4 separate regions of the Mus musculus genome follow, and regions 1, 3 and 4 are each linked to region 2. A link is a contact called in public Hi-C, HiChIP or PLAC-seq and promoter capture Hi-C data. All regions are on one chromosome and are shown on one strand. The core of a region is the stretch at or near the end of the contact, and the rest is flanking DNA. Distances in the headings are between cores, read along the strand shown. Region 1 has its middle 150 kb from the start of Gm46260. Region 2 holds the start of Gria1 (glutamate receptor, ionotropic, AMPA1 (alpha 1)). Region 3 has its middle 73 kb from the start of Gm32500. Region 4 has its middle 130 kb from the start of Gm46260.

Region 1 (2,700 bases), core at 4-2,503, 740 kb before region 2:
CATAATACAAGTAATTTAAATTCCCAACAGCAGTGAATCAGAATTCCCTTTTCTGGGCTAGAATGTCTTTAATCTCTTGCTCTGGACTCCTGTTCACAGCATATTGAAAACACAGTGAGCCGCACAGGAGATCTGCCCTGACACCATTAGTGTGAAGGACATAGGGAAAAAAGGAAGGGGTGTTTGTGTTTGTGTGTGTGTGTGTGTGCGCGTGCGTGTGGTGTGCATGGGAGGGAGGGACAGAGGGAGAGGGACAGTGTAAGAGGGAGAGGGACAGTGTGAGAAGGAGAGGGAGAGAGGGGGGAGGGAGTGAGAGAGGGAGAAGAGAGGGAGGAGAGAGGGAGAGAGAGGGAGAGAGGGGTAGAAAGGGAGAGAGGGAGAGAGAGGGAAAGAGAGGGAGAGAGAAGGAGATGGAGAGGGAAAGGGAGGAGAGGGAGAGAGGGGGGAGAGGGAGACAGGGAAAGGGAGAAGAAGAGGGAGAGGGACAGGGAGAGGGAGGAGAGGGAGAGGGAGAGGGAGAGGGAGAGGGAGAGGGAGAGGGAGAGGGAGAGGGAGAGGGAGAGGGAGAGGGAGAGGGAGAGGGAGAGGGAGAGGGAGAGGGAGAGGGAGGAGAGGGAGAAACAAGCACAGGAGAGCAGGTAGCATGCTAACATTTTAACTGGGTATGGTTACCAGAAAGGAAAGGATGTCAGTGTAGAGGAGCTATTCACAGAACAAAGTAGCTGAGATGTGCAGGGTTATGAGTACAGAAACAAAAGGACGGGGTAAGACTGGGGCTTACCTTACACAAGCATTAATGAGGACAGAGCAGCAACAGCAGAGGGTACAGAGAGCAAAGGAACTAGGAGAGTGTTGGGTCCTGAAGTCCAGTGAGTAAACCTGTCAGGAGGATCTGATCGACTGCATCAAGCTCTTGAGAGGTCAGGTCACATGAGAAAGGACAGAACAGGATGTTTCCCAGTCTGGATTGAGTAATAGTGGCCTTCAAAGGGAACACTCTGTTACCAAGCCTGGGCTTAGGATGTCTCAAGTGGGCTAAAGAGAGGACCAGGCCTGTATTAACAAACCTTAGTTTGCCACAGATAAAGCACCAATGACTGAGCAAAATATGACTCCATCCAACTCTGCCTTGGTGAAGCAATGAACTCATTAGAGTTGCTTTGAGGAAAGTGGATGAGTGATTACTTACAGGAGCAGGAATGCCTCACTCACCTCACGCTGTTGCACTACAGGAAATTCCACTCCAGTGTGACAGCTTGAAAGCTGTAGCCCTGCCACCCCCTGCCTAACTTGCAGGCAACGCCACAAAGGAGTCTCCATACAGCCAGGGATAACCTTTCTACAGAGAAAGACCAACCTTATACATATTCCATAAACTTCCCCATTCATCACTCAAGAAAGGAATGTACCAACTCACAGGAAGCAACTCTACAACCACAGAGAAGGGAGGAGATATTTTAGAAAGTCTATTCAGGAGCTACACTGTTAAAAGGAGCCGAGAGATACAGTAGTAGTTAGAGAAAGCAAAATAAGGTGTTTTTCTGTTACTGTTTTTATTTGCTTTCTAACATGGAAAACATGGTGTTCATATCCTGAGAGTTAAACACCCAGTTGAGGAAGTTTGGCAGTATTTAACAATAGCATGCTATTGCTGGAACAATAACCTTGAGAATCTGAGTGGAAATGACCTCTGTGAACAGGCTGAGGAATGGTCAACCCAGGGATTAGAGTGCAAGGTAAGATTTACAATGCCTTTCTTTTGAGTCCAGTGACAGTGGCTTCACATTGCCTGGTGTATCCACCACACCCAGCACCATACACACAGGTTTGTGGTGTCAAATGTGTTTAGGTGATATGTACAAGATGGCGCCTGGCACATCAGAGCAGCTCAGGAATTCATTCTTTTCAAGAAATCTCTAATATTTGGCAAAGACCCCACTTCCAGAGATAAAATGTGGTGACTCAGTGGACTTAGCACACGTCCTGCTAGCCAGTGCCTCTGCTTTATCTGGAGTCTTGGGAGCAGAATGGGGATATTTTCAACCATACCCTGTGAAGTTAAACCATGGCAGGAAGGTGGTATCTATAGATATCTTCTCCTTCTTTTGTTCTTCCTCCTCTTCCTTATTTCTCCCTCTTCCTCCTGCTCCTCCTCCCTCTTTCCTCAGTGAGTGGTTGAAGCCAGATTGTGATGGTTATATTTTATTGTCAGTTTGACTATATCTGTATGAACTAAAACCTAAGTGTCTGGGTTCACCCATGAGGGATTTTTCTTAATGAAATCATTGGAAGTAGGAAGACTGATTTTTAATCTTGATCTTCTGAGGTAGGAAAATTCATCATAAATTTGGGCTACGCCTTCCAGTGATAGTTTGTATAAAGGAGATGGAGGATGGAATTGTTTGCTTTTTACCTGCTTGCTCTCACTCTCACTACTGAGTCCACTCCTTCACTGGCTTTAGGGGCTACTTCTTCAGAATTCTAGTGTATACTGAAGACCAGCTGAGGCATCCAGCCTCTTGGACTGAACAACTACCGGATTCTTGGACCTTTTGTTGGTAAAGAGCCATTGTTAAACTGTAGGCCATGCTAATTAAGCCCGTATTTATACATATCTATATCTGTATATATATATATATATGAACATATATATATATATGTATATATATATATATATATATATATATATATATATATATA
Region 2 (2,779 bases), core at 145-2,644:
AAGTCGTTTTGGTTCTTCCAACTGGGGAACAAGTGAAGCTTGCTTTCCCTGCAAGTCTCTGGGCTAGGTAAGCATCTTATCCAGGTCAGAGGGTCTACCCACGACAACTAAAGCCTTTAAGTCCACAAGGCCAGGGCCAGTGAGATGGCTGAGCCCAGTAAAGACACCTGCTGCTAAGCCTGATGGCCGGGGTTCAATCCCTGGTCCCACATGGTAGGAGAAGCAAATCCCACAAGTTGTCCTCTCACCTCCACTCAAACGTCATGGCATTCACACACACACACACACACACACACACACACACACACACACTTAAAAATATAGCAACAATATTTAAAAGTTCAAGGCCTCACTGGGTGTCTTCATGAGTGAATCCCAGGAGCCATGGTCATTTCTGAGTGGGAGGACAGACGGATGACTCCAGGAAGATAGCCCTAGCTGTTATCAATGGCTGCCCCACAGCCCATGCCATCATTCTGTGCACACATCTCTCTTGGGTATCTCCGAGCCAGCTGCAGTCCAGCAGGGTCCACAGAGGCCCAGCTTCTCCTGGACACAAACAATCTGAGTTATAAGTGAAGGCAGCCTGCATCCTCCGACTGGAATCAGCGCAAAATGACTCATGTAATTGCCCTGTGTGCGTACCCTGAATCTTCTTGTTCACCCACCCACACAACTCTGCTGTTATAGATTCCTGCACCCTGCAAGAAAAAAAAAGGGGAGGGGGGAGGACAAGTTCAAATACCTATGGTTGCAAAAAGGCCACCGTGCCTCTCCTAAAGATGGAAGGGGCTGCTAGCATCCAGGTCCAAGCACAGGCCAGTCACACCGAAGCTACTGTTGTATGCCTTTCTCACAGTCTTTCCTTTAAATTTCTGGAGAGGGATTTCTAGGGTCTCCCCCTTGGGAATTAGTTGTAGGAATAATTGGGCCAGTGGAGTGTAGAAGATATATCCAGCGCAACCCGTGCGTGCACTACTAGAGAAAGTGACCTAGATCAAGCAGCTGGTGAATCCAGGGCTATTGTGGGGACCCCCTGCCACCTACTGACTTGCAATTGAACCCGCATTCCCAAAAGCATCTTATCCCCTGGCAGGGGGAGGGAGAGAGAGAGAGAGAGAGAGAGAGAGAGAGAGAGAGAGAGAGAGAGAGAGGCAGAGGAAGGTGGGGGAGGTGAAGGGGACAGTGGGTTGCCCCCTTTGGAGAAAGCACCCTCCACCCTCCCTCCTTCTTCCCCTCCATCCTCTGCACCCACAGGGGGAAAAGTGAGGTGAGGATGGAGAGGCAGGGGTGATGGGTTGGGGAGACCAATGCAGGAACTCCGAGCTGGCTCCTGGGTATCAGCATAGTGAGCTGGCAGTCTGTGAGAGTGTGAGGGGGAGAGGAGAGGAGAGGAGGAGAGAGAGAGAGAGAGAGAGAGAGAGAGAGAGAGAGAGAGAGAGAGAGAGAGAGAGAGAGAGAGAGAGAGAGAGAGAGAGAACGGGAGGGTGAGAGAGGCTGGCTGCTAGAGAAGAGGAGGAGAGCAGAGGGAGAGGGGGAGCGAGCTAGCGCTCCAAGCATGAGGACGGGCTGCTCCCGGCTCAGTTAATCTGGCTGTCAGTCGGTGTTAACGCTGCAGTTTAACTGCTCGGCTCCCCTTCCAAGAGAAACAAGAGAAACCTCACAGAAGGAAGGGAGGAAGGAAAGAAGCAAGCAAGGAATTGCAGGAAGAAAAGAGCCGGCAGAGCATCCAGAAGAATCAAAGGGAGGGGAGGGAAGACCAAATCTATGGTTGGACCAGGGCTTCTTTTTCGCCAATGTAAAAAGGAATATGCCGTACATCTTTGCCTTTTTCTGCACCGGTTTTCTAGGTGCGGTTGTGGGTGCCAATTTCCCCAACAATATCCAGATAGGTGAGTGAGAGGGGCAGCTGGGGAGGGACTTTGGGGATCTGGCCAGGATTTTCTTTTTCGTTTTTTTCTTTTTCTTTTTTCTTTTTTTTTATTTGGAGGGGAGATTTCTCAACCCATTCTCAGTCGGAGCTGTTGTGCTTAGCAATGGAACACCAGGAAGGGAGGAAGACTTGGGTCGCCAGTCTGGGAAAGGGGGTTTCATCCTCATCTGATGCTGCGAGGGGCACCGTGGAAGTGTGTTCTCTCTCTCTCTCTCTCTCTCTCTCTCTCTCTCTCTCTCTCTCTCTCTCTCTCTCTCTCTCGTGTGTGTGCGCGCACACACACAGGTGCACACACACCGCGCACTCCAAGCAGCAGGCATGAGTGCCTGAAATGGAGGAGCATTTCTCTGTTCCAGAGAGGGAAAAATATAAGCAGACTGCGCTTGAAACAGGGTTCAGAGTGCTTAAGGAGTTAACTCTGACTAGGGGGGTGTTCTGGTTGATTTATATAAATATGTAAGGTGGGCGTATGTGTGTTGTGATTATATATTAAATGTGCACATGTAGCCGGAGTGATGGGGATGACAGTGATGTCTGGCTGGGGGAGGGGTAAGAGACCCCTCTTCAGGAAGCAGTGGTGGATGCTAGGTTGATTGCATTTGCTGAGAAGTCCCAGGCCTTACTTAGTAGCCAGAGCTCTACGGACCCCCTCGCTATCTTCCTTTTCCCTTCTGCCATGCTGGGCTGTGCCCCTCATTCCCTGATCCTGGAACTTCCTAGCCTGCCTTTTCTCTCACCTTTTCCCCATCCTCTTGAGTGCTCTGTCCACAGACACTGACAGTAGTGCTCCAGCAAGACACACACACACACACACACACACACACACACACACACACACACACACAC
Region 3 (2,700 bases), core at 100-2,599, 660 kb before region 2:
CAAATGACACATATGTATCAGTTTGATGTGTAGTTGTGACTGCCATTGGAAACAGAATATATGTGTCTGTGTTAAGACTTGATTTCAAAGCAGCAGCGATAAGAGCAAACACTGATTGTTACTCAGATGTTGTCGTGCTCCTCCCAACTTCAAAAATATTTATTACGGATAGACATGTCTTCTAGCATAATCATTCTGAAGTATTAAATAATATGATTTTATCATAGATGGATTTTATCTACTTTATATTATATCTGAATTTATGAAACTACTTGTCACAACTGAGCTGAACATCCATAAATTTCATATCAGAATTCAAAAGACTGTTATAAAATGGGATTTGGGTTTATGAAGGTTGAAATTAGGATAGGTTAATGGTGACATTCCAATGTTTGTTTGGTTTCTTTCCATCTCCCTTCCAGGATTATGAAAAATGTTCAGCTTGGGGTCTGAGAGCTTGGTCTGAAACATCTTCCAAGTGGGATCTGGTCATTTTCTCAGCTCTCTGGTCCATCACTTGCTCAATGCTGTTCTGAGTCAATCTTGTCAAGAGCATGCCCTGGGTGGAATATCATTGACAAGTGCCAGATGGGTGCTAGAGGAAATTGGCAGAGCAAATAGGGTGGATGACATGGAGTCATCATGACAAAAGCAGTCCCCTCTGAGAAGCCAGACTGAAAGGAAACCAACAGGAGGAGTAGGAGACAAAACAAAAGCCCTGGGCAGGCTCCATCTTGTGATGTAGAATGGATGGGTGTGTAGCCCAGAGAACATTTAGAACTGATGGGAGCGAGGTCAGAGTGACACAAGCCACCTGGCCAGGCACAAGCACTGGTCAAATTCTTTGGGCCTCACAGGTTTTGGTAAGACAATTAAATCTTATTTTAAGAGCAATATAAGCCCTTTTGAGGGCTTTAGGGAAAGAACAATATAACTGAGTTTGCATTATAAAACAATTCCTCTGATTGCAATGAGGAGAATGGCCTTTGGCTGTTCTGAAAATATTTGTTTAATAAATATGTATCCAAATACATTTTCACAGAAATGAATAATATATCTGTGAGTTCAATCATGCAGAAATTCTAGCAGGCTTCAAACCTGTGCGGACCACACCCCACACAGGCTCCTGTTTCTACCTCACAGTAGTCCCTGTCTAACCTTCAGGTTCCTCATGGATGACAATAAGGCCTTGAAGATTTCCTTCAGCCCAGGATAATTCAACAGTCCAGCCAAGGCTGCTCTGCTGCCAAAACTCGTTGGCTGTAAGCAGCTGGAGAGAGTATGCAGAGGCTCTGCTCTGCTGATCATTCTCGGCTTGGCATTTGTCTGCAGCTGGAGCCCTTTCTATAAGATCACTCAGCATCTATAAGTTGACTCATTTCCATACTGATTGCAAAGCTGGAAGTGTACACACATTCTTATTCTTGGCCCAAATGCTTGCCGGCAGTAGCTCTGACGATGGGGGCCTTGACACCACTTGGGAGTTATTGTCTCACGTGCTATTGATATGAGTGGGATTTGGAAGACACACAATTTGATAATCAGACCCCATCTGCAGAGTAATCACGAGCTACATTATGGGGAAAAAGCAAGCAAATGCTAGAGATGGAACTGTCTTATTTTCAACTTCCTTTACCCCAGCAAAGACTGTGCTAAGAGATTTTGATATGCAAAACAACTTTGTATTTTTTTAATATAACAAGCATCTCAGCATTTTAGCATTTATCTAAATACAGCAAGTGGCAAGCTATAAAACAAAATGCTCCCTTGTACATGATCTCATTTGCAAATGAGTTTTAAGAGGAACATATTTGGGGAAGGTATTTAAGCTGCAGGAAGCGTGTGACCATTAGACAGTTTCCCTTCAATCTACCCACTCTCCTCCAAGATGATGGTATGGCCAATGGCAAACTGGTGGGTGGACCATACCAATTCACCTTGGTTTTCTCAACTGTAAATTGTGAATAGTATTATTACAACAAAATCGTGGCCCAGGGCAAAGACCCAGTCTGCAAAATGCTTGTTGCACAAGAATGAGTACCAGCCTTTGAATCTTTGGCACCCAGGTTGGTGTGGACATGGTGGTACATATATGTAATCTCAGCACTAAGGGAGGCTGTTGGGGAATGGGCAGAAATGGGAGAAGTATTTCTGGGACTTTGTTGGTCACCTGCTCTATTTGAGTTAGGGAGCTATGGGTTTAGGGTTTTAAACCTTAAAATGAAGAGCCATTGAGGAAGACAATGAGTGTTGGCTTCTGGCTTTTGTGTGAATTCATATAAGAGCATGTACATCTCCCACAACAACACATGTACCCACAACACACATACACATGAGCACATACACATACAAATACCACAAACACAAAGTTGGGGTGAGCATGCATTCATGAATGTGGAGCTTGGAATAGAGCCTGAAACACATTAAGAACCCAGGACCACTGAGATGCTATGACTGATTGTTGCATTCTTCTCCAATGCTAGACACACCCACAAGTTTCAGTGAATTCAGTCATCTACTACAAACCTTTAATTCCCATTTTCTTTTATCAAGACTATATCAGAGATAGTCTATCACCTGCATAACATGCTAAACAGCCTGGGTTCCATGTCCAACACTGCACAACAGGAAGAATTCTGAAGATTTAATTTTCTTTTCAACATTGAGATCTGCATCATTAACACGTTCAGACTTTAATTT
Region 4 (2,700 bases), core at 166-2,665, 770 kb before region 2:
TGGCAATGCATTTGACGTGGGTGACATTAGCCAGAACACAAATCAGGTAGCATCTGCCGAGAAGTGGGGAGAAGAAAAATTGCAAACACATTTATAAAAGGGAAAACAAAATCAGGGTGATATCCAGGTTGCCTTTTTGAGAGTCCCAGTTTCTGCGTTTGTGTGTAGGATTGTCAGCTTGATGTTCTAGTGTCCCAGTTTGTCTGGTTCAACACTGTTCTATCATATATTATAGAGGGAGCTCATGGCATGGAATGGACAGGAAGAATGGACCTGATGAAGAACAACCATGTGGTCCATCTGGCTCAGGATGATCCTCCTTTATAGCTGTTGTCCAGACAGGGTAGTTGGTATCAGCTCTTTCCCTTTCAGATATGTCCTGACTGGGAAGAGAGATCATTAGGTCATGTACTAATCTCATTTGATGCAAGATCTAGGAGTGATATGTCCTGAGCCTCTACAGCACAAGACAAAAGGTGAGGAGTCTAGATGGGAGACGTGACTAAGTTAGTAAAGTGGCTGTTGTTCAAATATTAGGGCTTGGCTATGATCTTTGGAACCTATGAGAAAACCTGAGATTTGTGGCCTGTGCTTATAATCCCAGAGCTGGGGAAGTAGAGATGGGCAGGTTACCAAGGCTCACAGGCCAGCCAGCCTAGCTCAATCAGAGAATTGCAGTGAGAAAGTGAAATTACAGAGAATAGGCCAGTGAGAGATTTTGTCTGAAATCAATAAGTTGGACAACTCCTGAGGATCCCCAAACCCCCAAAATATAAAGGTGAGGAAGACGTCTAAGTATTTCATGATCTCTACTTTTTATAAGCTTTCATTTGGGGATCACATCAGCAAAACAGAACTAGAGATTCAGATAAAATTGTCTTCTTGATGATGAAACCAGGAGAACAAACAATGGCGACTGTTGTTTGCTATTAGGATAGGAAGCAGTTAAGTGAAGACAAGACACAGTTCCCACACTGACATCATCATGTACTGGCCCTGCAGCTGGGAGGATCAACTTGAACCCCCATCCCTGGATTTCTCAGCTGTCCATGAGCCTGCTGGCCAATGGCAAGGATGGAAGAGTTGAGTGTAGTCAGGATTCAATGTCACAGTGGACAGAAGGGGCTTACTGTTGTGTCTGGTGGAAGCTAAGGTCTCAGAGACCAAGAGATTTGTGTATTTATGTCTGACTCATGACACACTCTGATGTGGATGCCCCAACAATTCCATATTTAGTTCCATATTTGCCCATGAGTGGCAGCAAGTGCTTATCGGATTGAGGCTGTCTGGAATCATCTCTTGTGTCTGTCTTGTGATGTAGGGCAGATCCTAGAATCCTCATGTGGGAAAAACCTGTGGTACTCCCACACCCCAATCCCTGAGTGCCTAGCAGTAGATGGTGAAGAGGTAAACAGCCTCCCTCAGACTCATTCATCATGGCTCTCGACATTTTCAGATGGAGTTGTGACAGCCAGGCAACTGTGTGTCATGTGCTTCAAAGAACAGATGGTGTCAGAAAGATCTAGCCTGCTATCACAGGCTAGCATGAAAAGCTAGGCATGTTCCCATCCATGTGAGGAGGGCAGGAACAGTGTGTGCTGAGAGGGTCCTCCTTCCAGCAGTGAGTGGGTGAAAAGAAGTGGTGGGGTGCCAACTGCCAGCTCCGTCATGGGTACATCTAGACCACTGTTTCTCCAGACCTAGAAAAGAGATACATTTTGAAAAATGCTGGGTCTTTATTTTTTAAATACAAACTCTTTCCAAGATTTTATTGAAAGAATACATTGGTAGTTGGCCAAAGGTCATAGGATCCTGAAAAAGTACCCATTAAACTGAATATTTGCTTATTCAAATTATTACTGTTTAGCAGTGCAGTTGAAAATAACAACTCATATTTATTGAGTCCTGTGTATCAGACCTGAGCTTATTAAAAATATTACTTTAGACTTTTGAAATAGGATCTAATGTAGACTAGGTTGGCTCCAAACTCATTATGTAGCTGAGAATAGCCTTGAAATTCTGAGCCTCCTGTCTTTACCTCCTGAGTGCTAGGATTGGGATCACAGGAATATTTTACTATTCCTGGTTTATATAGTGGTAGGACTCAAACCTAGGACAGGCCCTCTATGGATTGAGCCACATGGTCTGCCCCAGGCTCTGAACCAAAAACTTTAAATTATTATTGCATTATGTATTTAACAAATCACAGAATATCTACTATAGATATTCTGACAATTTCAAACTTAACTGTAAAGAAACTGGATGAAAAGCCCAATAGTTACATTTGCTAATGTTCTGACACTGACTATCATGAACTAAGTTAGCAAGACATTGGGCACCGTGTTCAAGGATGGAATAATACCTAGCAGGAAGAGTTAACATATTGAGGATTCAGAGGCAACCCTGGCCTAATGGAGATTCTCAGGTTTTCCTAGCCTGGAAGACAGGGATCTTCCAGATGGGTGTATCTTCTCTTCTTTTACGGAGAATCTATTTTATTTTTCTTCTGGGAAAGATAGACAAACAGACACAGACACCCAGAGAGACAGGGACACACACACACACACACACACACACACACACACACACACACACACATACATACACACACACACACACACACACACACACACACACACACACAGAGGATTGCAGTAGTGGGCAGTCAATGCCTGGCCAATACCCTTATTGAAAGTTCAC

The links. Promoter capture Hi-C pulls out the DNA fragments that hold promoters and counts their contacts. Hi-C and Micro-C count contacts between places; a contact is called where the count stands out from the background. HiChIP or PLAC-seq counts read pairs in DNA pulled down with a chosen protein or histone mark.
Region 1: an H3K27ac HiChIP or PLAC-seq map of the NIH/3T3 cell line shows a contact between it and region 2, with 18 times the contacts expected there. The contact joins the enhancer-like site here to the promoter of Gria1 in region 2. A contact is called at or near these places in 5 of 39 promoter capture datasets (the 3T3-L1 cell line, cranial neural crest, hippocampal neurons and 2 more), 4 of 115 datasets of contacts at active chromatin or transcription factors (the NIH/3T3 cell line, VIP interneurons, embryonic basal ganglia and 1 more) and 1 of 9 other capture datasets (adipose tissue).
Region 3: a Hi-C map of cortical neurons shows a contact between it and region 2, with 4 times the contacts expected there. The contact joins the enhancer-like site here to the promoter of Gria1 in region 2. A contact is called at or near these places in 2 of 39 promoter capture datasets (embryonic stem cells and hippocampal neurons), 2 of 484 Hi-C or Micro-C datasets (both in cortical neurons), 5 of 115 datasets of contacts at active chromatin or transcription factors (the NIH/3T3 cell line, SST interneurons, VIP interneurons and 2 more) and 1 of 9 other capture datasets (liver).
Region 4: a contact with region 2 is called in a promoter capture Hi-C map of hippocampal neurons, with 23 times the contacts expected there. The contact joins the enhancer-like site here to the promoter of Gria1 in region 2. A contact is called at or near these places in 4 of 39 promoter capture datasets (the 3T3-L1 cell line, cranial neural crest, hippocampal neurons and 1 more), 5 of 484 Hi-C or Micro-C datasets (cerebral cortex, cortical neurons and forebrain), 3 of 115 datasets of contacts at active chromatin or transcription factors (SST interneurons, embryonic basal ganglia and forebrain) and 1 of 9 other capture datasets (adipose tissue).

The regions. Positions count from the first base shown.
Region 1 is chr11:56,269,123-56,271,822 of GRCm38.p6, forward strand. It overlaps the pseudogene Gm12240. Among named protein-coding and RNA genes, the nearest start is that of Gm46260, 150 kb to the left of the region's middle. Within about 2 kb of position 1,254, at least 18 of the 459 cell types and tissues checked have an H3K27ac peak or open chromatin away from gene starts, as enhancers often do. A contact at or near this core is called in the NIH/3T3 cell line, where this site is marked.
Region 2 is chr11:57,010,224-57,013,002 of GRCm38.p6, forward strand. It overlaps Gria1 (glutamate receptor, ionotropic, AMPA1 (alpha 1)), which reads left to right and starts at 1,395. Exons shown (of 16, transcript NM_001113325.2): 1 at 1,395-1,892. The coding sequence starts at 1,811.
Region 3 is chr11:56,350,697-56,353,396 of GRCm38.p6, forward strand. No RefSeq gene overlaps it. Among named protein-coding and RNA genes, the nearest start is that of Gm32500, 73 kb to the right of the region's middle. Within about 2 kb of position 1,350, at least 7 of the 459 cell types and tissues checked have an H3K27ac peak or open chromatin away from gene starts, as enhancers often do. A contact at or near this core is called in SST interneurons, VIP interneurons and cortical neurons, where this site is marked.
Region 4 is chr11:56,243,691-56,246,390 of GRCm38.p6, forward strand. No RefSeq gene overlaps it. Among named protein-coding and RNA genes, the nearest start is that of Gm46260, 130 kb to the left of the region's middle. Within about 2 kb of position 1,416, at least 13 of the 459 cell types and tissues checked have an H3K27ac peak or open chromatin away from gene starts, as enhancers often do. A contact at or near this core is called in cerebral cortex, cortical neurons and hippocampal neurons, where this site is marked.